Linked DNA regions of Columba livia: region 1 is linked to region 2. A link is a contact called in public Hi-C data. All regions are on one chromosome and are shown on one strand. The core of a region is the stretch at or near the end of the contact, and the rest is flanking DNA. Distances in the headings are between cores, read along the strand shown. Region 1 overlaps LOC110366091 (a long non-coding RNA gene). Region 2 has its middle 28 kb from the start of TEAD1.

Evidence for each region. Hi-C and Micro-C count contacts between places; a contact is called where the count stands out from the background.
Region 1: a Hi-C map of crop shows a contact between it and region 2, with 4 times the contacts expected there. The contact joins two enhancer-like sites. A contact is called at or near these places in 2 of 2 Hi-C or Micro-C datasets (crop and liver).

Annotation. Positions count from the first base shown.
Region 1 is chr5:59,350,593-59,355,060 of bColLiv1.pat.W.v2, reverse strand. All of the region lies in intron 9 of LOC110366091 (a long non-coding RNA gene), which reads left to right. Among named protein-coding and RNA genes, the nearest start is that of RASSF10, 31 kb to the left of the region's middle. Within about 2 kb of position 1,285, at least 1 of the 3 cell types and tissues checked has an H3K27ac peak away from gene starts, as active enhancers do.
Region 2 is chr5:59,147,101-59,151,973 of bColLiv1.pat.W.v2, reverse strand. No RefSeq gene overlaps it. Among named protein-coding and RNA genes, the nearest start is that of TEAD1, 28 kb to the left of the region's middle. Within about 2 kb of position 2,188, at least 1 of the 3 cell types and tissues checked has an H3K27ac peak away from gene starts, as active enhancers do.

The sequences.
Region 1 (4,468 bases), core at 36-2,535, 200 kb before region 2:
GGTTGCTTAAGCCAATTTACAATACTGATAGCTGGGAGCAGATAAAGAGATGACATGTTCAGGACTAGTCTTTGTATTATACCAGTTTGGATTTTGTTTTTCTACAGCAAACATGCAATTTATGCTACCAGGTAGTTTTTCCTTTTGTGGAAGACATGATGCAGCCTTTTCACTAGGTGGACTGTGTTTTGAACATTCAGAACAATTACTCAGGGCTTTTTCTGACTCTTAGCTAGCTCAAGGTTTCTATGTACAATAACAATCCAGCCCTCCAGCCTCCAGGAGTGCCTGTTGAAATAGCCAGGCGCAAATCCTGAAGAGAGTAAACAAATAAAAATTAGTTGTCTATATTGCATAAATATATGAGCCCCGAACTCTTCACACAGTCAAGTAAATGTGCTGTCTCCTTTTAAATGCTCTAGCTGTATTGGTTGCATTGACATACTATGAATATTGCTCTGGCTCTCAGCACTGAGAGTAGAGCTTGGAAGAGGCACTCGCCAATAAACTGGCTGCCGTCCAGTGAAGAAAGGGGGTTATTTGTGTCTGCCTGCATGGGGTTATTTGTCTCTCTTAATGTGCACTCTATTCAGTGCTGACAATTCCCACAGTTTTATGATATGGCTCAATATTTAGTGCTGGCCTAACAGCCAGACCTGGGGTGTTGTGTGAGATGTGTAGAGGTCCTATGAATATAAATATAAAAAGGGATGTTGTCCATTCTCTTAAGTACAACAGATAGGAAACACCAAACGGTAAAAGCAAAATTTTGCTTGAAATTGTTCTTTCTAAAAACTTCATTGTGTGATTTTTGAGTGCGTGACATGGTTTCTGGCTGGCTGAAGTTGACAATACTGCATTCATCTGTTTTCAGTGAAACCGTGGTGAAGTCAGAGTCTGCCTTGGCACTGCCTGCGGCTCTGAGCTCCATTACACACTGATGCATCACAGATTTAGCAGCACAATGTTACTTCACGGTGCTTTCTGCTCACTGGCTGGGCAAATAGCTTGCACTAACCCGATCATGTATTGGCTGCATCTTACACTCAACACAAATGATGCTACTGGATGTGGTGGCTTTTTTGGGGGCAGAAAAGCACTGGCACATGGAGATGCCTCCTGCCTGATGAAGCACAACCGTGCTTCTAGGGAGTCTGTTAACTGCCTCTCGTAGCGGTGTAATTTGTACCAGGTGCCAGGCAGATGAGAACTGAGGAAGATGGCCAGCAGGTATGGTGTCTTGTGCAATAAAGATACTGAGCACTTAAAAACAGGCCTTTCGCCACTCAGGGATGTTTTTACTCTCATGAGGGGAGGCAGAGAAGCTATTAACCTGACAGCAGATTCACGGGTTTAAGGCCTGAAGATGATACAGTGATAGTCTAATTTGATTTCCTGTATGTTATAAATTGTGGAATTTCCCTGGTTTAATCCCTGCTTCGTGCTCACCCTGTACGTCAGTGAGAACACATTTATTAGAGAAGTTTCTGAGTGCAATTTAGACATTCCCAGTGATGGCAGCTCCCTTGCAGACCTTGAGGAACGCTTCTACAGTGTGGAGCAGATGCGGGGCAAGCAAAGCAGCGCGCCGATCGGCCTCGCCAACGGGCAAGCGAGGAGCCAGGATCGGGAAAGAGCTGGGGAGGACCGGCTCCCCCCCCGGCAGGACCCCCGGCCTGTGTTTGCCGGGGTTTGGTGCACGCCCGCCCGCCCCCGAAACAGTGCGGGGAGCCGCCGGCAGCCGCTGCCGGGTCGGGTCCGCTGGGTGGCGCTGCGGGGCCGCGGAGGGGCGGGAGCTGCGCGGTGTGATCGCTCCGCTCCCCGATCCGCTCCCCGATCCGCTCCCCGATCCGCTCCCCGATCCGCTCCCCGATCCGCTCCCCGATCCGCTCCCCGATCCGCTCCCCGATCCGCTCCCCGATCCGCTCCCCGGCCGCGCTGAGCTGGGCAGCCGCGCTCAGCTCTCCGGTCACTGCGCTGGAGAGGGACCTACGGCGAAGGGGTTGTATCTGCTAAAGGGAACAAAAGTGAAGGGGCCAGATTCTGCTCTCCCTTATTCCAGGAAATTCAGAAATTACCTCTTTGTTTACCACCTTATCAGACGCTTTGGATGTGACATTTCTTCCAGTGGCGTAATTTTAAACTGAAAGTCTAACTGCTTTTCAGTCTGGATCCCTGGGGTAGTTTTCCACTATCTCTGATACTGGGAAGCATGAGACAAGCTAATAACTGTGAGGATAGGGAGCACAGATTTCCCAGGCTGCCTCCATTCATTCCCAGAAGGTTTTCCCTAGCATGGCTGTTTTCTAGGCCAAGTTTGAGGATTGAGGCTGTTTGCCTGGGATTTCGTTACAACAGAGTGTGTGAAACAGTAGTTTTGAGTGATCAGCCAGTCAGCCAGAGGTATTGGCCAAGCACTGCAAATGTGTGCACCAACACCAGAGGGTCTGATGCAGCCTTGGATTTATTGGGCAGTTGCTGCACAGATGGTCAGTGCTTGCAGAGTAGATATGATGCAGTCAGAACTAATCAGACTCACTGCACATGATCGTATTTCTGCACAGCAATACAACTCAGAGATCCACCGAGGACCACAGTGACAAATTAGTTTGAGGATCGTAGAGCCAGTGTAACTGAGCCTTCTGGTGATCTCTAGGCAGCCTGGGTATGGTGGAGATTTATACTCAGAGTGTTCTCAGCACTCATGGTTGTTGCTTCACCTCTTGTTCCTATGCCACATGGTAGCAGCAACTCATGTCCTTTGACTTAGAGTGTGGCTATTCCACAGCCCCAGTTCGAAGCAAAACATGTCCTTATTAGCTCTTAAAAAACAAAAGGAGCATAAGTGAAGAAAACTGCTCTCAGCTGGGCTTCTCTCAAGCTGCTCTCTCGTGGGAGGTGGCAGTGGCTGCCAACTGTGTGTTCTAGTCTGGTTCTATATCTGATGGTCTGGTCAAACAGAAATCTGAGAAGGACAGAGCCTGTATTGATTCCTATCCCATTGCGAGAGGTGATATGTAGTTACTAAGTAGCTTTGGTTGCTTGGCCAGTGACTGTGTGTCTGTATAGAAAGCATTTTAAATCTATGTAGATTCGGATTCCTCTTAGCCATGGAAACACATAAAATGACAAGTGAACAAAGACTGATAATGCCAGCAACAGCGAATAAGATGTACAGATCTTTTAGCCCTGTGTCCTTAGTTTGTTGGATGCTGTAGCTGTCTTATGAGTCTTCTGTGGCCCAGGTGAATTGTTTCACTGCTAAAAGGTCAGCTCCTACCTCGCCTTCTGCTCTGCAGCCAGCAGGCAATCACAAAGCAGTGCACTGGGATGAGTATCTTTATTTCTGAGGCATGTTGAGCTGAAGTGATTTGTGCGTGGTCACACAGGTGGTCAGTGGCAGAGATGAGAGCAGATCTCTGTATCGTAGCCCTAGTCTGATGTGGTAGTTATCAGACTGCACTTGTCTCGTGGCTGTGCACAGGTGAGCACAGCTACAGCCTATGCCAGGATTTAAAAATCTTCCTCCATATTTTTCCTGCATGAGCAAGCTGGTAGAACCTCTTTTCCATTTTGTTTCAGTCCTATGGCCATAATTTTGCTTTGTGCTTTTTAACTTCCATTTAAACTTTTGTTTAACAGAGTTGAAAAAAATAATCTATTTGCCACTCTTTAGCATAATCTGGCTCTCTGTTTACATCATTAATAGAAACTCTTGAAAACAAAGCTACTAACAAAAAAGTAAACACTTTTAGAAATAGATTCTTTCAGGCTGTGATACTATATATATACATATATGAATAGAAACCGAAATGCAAAAGGCACAAGGAGTTGAAATGGGAGTCCATCTCAGTCATGTTTCTATATTAAACATATTTCTCAGCATGCCCCAGGCTTTGGCCGATGGGTGGCGTTTCAGTAACAGAAAGTCTGCTCAGCACAGCTAGGAGCACTTGTGGAGCCGGGAATCGGGGGTGCCTGGAGGCGGGGGAGAGCGCTGCTGGCACTCGGGCTGCTCCTCTCCAAAGGGAACGCTGTGCTGGATCCGCACCACTCACTGTACCGAAACAAAGCCTTTCAGCATCTGTGGCAGGAAAGTCACCAATTGCCATATGTCACTCTGCTGCGCATATGTTAAGTGGGCCCAACCAATCGCATTTGCACATTCTCTGTGTGACTTGTTGTCCCACACAATGAGTGCCCTGTTGTCACCAGTGCTAATGCTATGCAATCTGCTTTGCTCTAGTGCAGCAGGCAGCTCGCCTCTTCGTATCAGAACACATTTTGCCACATAAGCGCAGCCCTGATATCACCGGATGCTTTGCAATCTGTTGCTCTGCCGAGTGCAAGCCCTGCTGTCATGTTCGCTGCAGCCTGTTGGGCCACAAAGGAGCAGGCAGGGACACGCTCTGCTCAGCTGCCATCTCAGAGCCGCACAGCCTCTGTACGGTGTCTGGGCTGCTCAGCA
Region 2 (4,873 bases), core at 939-3,438:
TGTGTTTAAATAACAGGCGTGTCTTGATTCCCTGGAACAAATCTTCTGATTTTTAATAGGGGGAATTCACCTAATGGAAAATTTCGCCTGACTGAAGACAACAGAGGTTTTCTGTTGGGTGTTACTCACTGCGGTTTAACTCCCTATCCCAGAGGTCTGCCTGGCTAACTGAGCCATTGGGAAAGAGGTCTTGGAAACAACAGAAGTTACAATCTTGATACCAAAATTACTGGGTGAGGTTGTGTCATATTAGAGGAGAGAACAGAAGATCACAAGACATCTGGGGTTAAAGTGTTAAGGTACATGCAAAAGCCCCAGCAATACAAGATAGCTCAGCTTATTTCCTAAAAGCGCCCGGAGTGCAAGTTACAGGTCTGCCAGAAAAAGATAACTACAGGTGCTGGACTGTGCTGCCCCAGCAAGATCCCTCCACTGTCTCACTTTGGGGTACAACTGCTTCTAGGCCCCTTCTAGTAGTACAACTGCACATAACTTCCTTAACCACAAGGTGAAGGCAAGCCCTGGAGCTTTTCTGTTACTGAGCACAAATGGTAACAGGGACATCCTGGGGTTTGACGCACGTTTCCTTGTACGTATATCCCAAAAGGAGGCAGAGCTGACTCAGAGAAACTTGCCCATTAGTATCCTACCTCCATGTCATGCTCTGCATCCCAGCAGATCATACAATACTTGGTAGCTTATATAAATGAGCTCTGTTCAATGGAGGGACACTATTGTAAGCATGAAACGGGAATCCAGACAGTTTTGGTAATCCAACCTCAAACAATGTGAGCACAGAAAATCCACTGTGGCTAATGAAAAATGAAAAGCAAGGTCCAGTTATCAGCAATGAAATTTCAGTAATTAACACTCAAAACTTTAAACTGAGGAATATGTATGTTCCTAAAAAGCAGTGTAACTGTTCAAAATACCAAGTAGACAAATCTGTGCCCTAAATCTGCTTCCTACCAACTTGGTAACTTTCCACAGTGATTGCGAAGTGCTTATTGTAGCAAATTCATTGCCAGAGTATCTTTCTTGCATGGGAGAACCATGACCTTCCAAAGCAGAAAAATCTCTGAACCTGGACGTGGAGCTCTGGCTAAATGAAGCTGAGTCTGCTACGTGCTTCTAATTTCTTTGCTTTGATGGAAGTCCTAATGTCACCACTTAGGCAATGAGAAGGCGAGTTAAGGCTTTATCAGGACTAACTGGCGGCAGGCAGAGTTGAAGGCAGATCTTGATTAAGTGCTCTGAGCAACTGGAATTAAACTGTGGGACTGCAGAGTCTGGGAAGTAGTGGTCCACATGCAAGTTTTCATTTCAGAGCCCCTCAAACTAAGCCCCTCTTAAAACCTGACCTTTTTCCTCCAGCTCTACTCTTCAGGCTACAAGTAAACTCATGGAACCTGCCCAAGTAGAAAATGAACTTATTAGTCACAGGACAGTTGGTGGCACGCAGAGCATACTCCTGATTAATTTATCAGTCTAAGTTATTTTACAGCCAGCTGGCCCACCCTCATTGTGTTATACGAGCATGTTGCAAGATATAAAGTGTTCACACAAAGATACATTTCTCTCTCTTCCCCTCACCCTCTGCTTCTATTCTGAGCTTGTTTCTTTAGAAAGTGGTGGTGTGGGAAGGCTCCACCAAACGTCTCCATGCCTGCTTCTCATCTGCATTAAGAGTCCCTGCGGTGCCATGAAGAAAGTTCAGTGTTAAGTAAGATTCAGGCCTTGATTTCTATAAGGGTCAGAGAGGGGTGGTTTTGTTTTCTTGATTTTGTTTTAATTCTTTTAAAAAAATGTGTAAACACAATTAGTATTGCTTCCATTTTGATAGGCTACACTCAGTAGGGGCTCGTATTACCCTCTCTGCAATTTATACTTGAGGAGTTTATTTGATTTTGGTATTGCTTTGTTAAGAGAAGGCACGATGACTCAATTAGAAATACTGGTAGGGATCCTGACCAACGCTATCTTTACATTTTATGTTAAAAAAACAAAGAAAGGAAGGAAAAAAGAAGAGTTCCCAGACAGCAAAATTATGAAAATCACAAGGGGAAGCGCTGCCTAAGACTGCACTTCCATTGGAAGTGTAACCACCACAAACTTGTATTCCACTTATCTGAATCAAGACTGAGACTAATTTCCCAATGGGTTAGAGTTGTGCTTTCCTTTTTTGTTCTCTTAGAGTTTGCAAGGCAAACAAACAAACAAGACTAATTATAATACTTTAACAGTCTGTCAAATAAAGCAGTTCTGTCGCTTACTTTTTAAGTTAGTGCATTCATGGAGTCTTCTTTTTGTATCATTATCTCAGAAGAATAAACACGTAAGTTTAGCACAAACCGTAAAACTGTGTTGTAGACTTCAGCTAATCTAGTATCTTTCATTAGTAAGGAGGATTTGGGTGGAGGCCAAGTTAATTAAAACCAGAATAGAACTGTGTTCTATTCATATGAGTCATATAGCTCTGACTCACAATAGAGTCTGTGCAGCTAATGGGTTAATTTGTCCTGATAACGCAGGAAAAATGGAGCTAGAGGTTATGACACTGTTTGAACTGAGCGCTGGTTTCAGACAGCAGACGTACAAGGTTTTTATGCAATTAAGAATACGGATCTGCTCTAATGATGTCCTTTCTGTCTATTCAAGTGCCACTACAAACAGTTCAGAAAGCTCTGGAGGTACAGGAGTCTCAGAAATCCAGGACTGACACCTTCAATACTTTATTATTGTAACAATACGCACATGAAAGTGTTTAAGCTACTGCCACACAGACGGAAGTCTAAATCACATGCATGTAACGCTGGCAATTTCCTCCTAGCTGATAGTCCTGCAGCACTTCAATGGGAAAAATTCTTCCCCAGGCAACCTAACAAACCCACACGCTCGCTTGCCTCAGTGGCCTGCTGCCGAGCACCTACATCTCCACCCCAAGAAGCATGGTAAAAGTGGTAATCCTTCAAGCCAACAGCCTCTGGAACTCCTCTGGTCCCCTTTTCCCTGGGGACTGGCATTCCACACAAGCCTCGCTGCTACCTTTCCAGCTCCTTGTTTCACACCACAACTTAAAGGCACAGACGGGGTACAGAAAGGGGAACCTGCTTCCTAATCCATCCCTCTCATGATCTTCGGTGTAAAGTTAGAGAGGTTCACTTACCGCTTTCCTCCTCCCACATTCCTGCAAGGCTGTGAGCCTTTCAAGACAAGGACTGTTATCACGGCACGAATTCATGGAACTGTTGGTGCAACAAACCCCGTGGGCATGGCTATAAACCAAACGGCAATAACAAGCACACCTGAGTTCTATCTGCCTAAAACCTAGTGCCAAGGTTGAAGGCAGACGGCAGCATTCTGCTGCTCTGCAGCTGATTTAGTTATCTCATCTCCAAGGGCCTCTCAAGAGAAGACATAAATTATACTGGTTTTTCAACCCTCATACAGGTGAAACTCTTAATGAATACAAGAGTGGACAAGAAGCATATATCTTTTATGAGCTAATTTACACAGTTGCTATAAGGGATCCTTTGAGGAAACCAGACCTTAAAAGTAATGGTTTTGTGGGTGTGATTATATAGGATTGTGATAGGAAGTGAAGACAATATAATGCAGGCCTCAGTGTAAATGTGACTGAGGCTTCCCACGGTGATACGAATATTTATCCGTTTCTAAGTAAAACAGACTCAAAGAAACCACAAGGACTTTTCTCACATATTTCAAGTTAATTCATTATTTTGCTGAATTGAGGCTATGGTCCTCAGCACCTTGCAAGTTTCAGACTGCATGGGAACACAGTATTACCCCGCACTTAAGTACTGCTACTTAGGGAAACAAAAAGGAAAATTACATTAAAACAAACAAACAAAAAAACAAAACCAACCAACCAAACAAAAAAACAAAATAGAAAAAACAGCAAGTTCTGGTCACAGTGATTTTCCCTCACCCCCCTGTATGTAATTTAATAGACCTCATCTGTTCATCTAACATAACAGTTATAAATTTGGCATGTGATCCAATGGACTAATCATTCAGAGACATGACTACAGTCAGCACTGTTCGTTCCTCCCAGCATCAAAAGCCTTAAGCAGTGGATGGGGCTCATTAGTCACAGCTGAAGACTTGAGAGCCTCAACATGCTAGTTTAGTATTAATTTCCACCTAACTGGAACAATGCAAACATCCGGGAGAGGGAGGAATAGTTAAAGCATGTTTTAAGGCTTATTCCCAATAAAATTAAACCGAGTCAAGTAGGAAACAGTCTGTGCAGTATGTCACAACACGGAAGTCCAGAAGGGAAGCAGAAGATACTCTTCCAGTTCTCCCCTCCCAGCCCACGTGTGTGCATGGCCCTAGGCAGATTTTCAGCTCTTCACCCAGAGTACAGGTACCAAGGTTGCAATCCTGGAAAATCTGTTTGAGCACCACCTTCCCCTGAAGGCATCTAAATTTCACCCTTGATTTTACATTGAAAAATCCCCAGCATTTTATGCCGGCACATGTTCGAAGCTGACCCAGTCTCAGCGGGGCTGAGTAGTTCTAGTTTTAATCTGACTGGGATCCAAACATGAGATGTAGCACTTAATTCAGTACTTGTGCTCAGAGAAGGCCCAAGAAACCTCGTCTGGCTTTATAGACAAAATGCAGTTGTGTCTGTCATTTTCGTAACACACAAAAGCTTGAAGATGACATGGCGCTCACCGTCCCTTGTGAGCTCACTAGGGATCAGGTAGGAAGAAGGGGATGAACCTGTTATTTGCTTTGCCTGAGGATATGCAAACCCAACTCAGGCTGCAGGCTCTGTGGGTAGGAAAACTTTCTCTTGAGGCTGTTTCAACAGCAGAGTCCTGGAAGAGAGGAGTGAGTGACC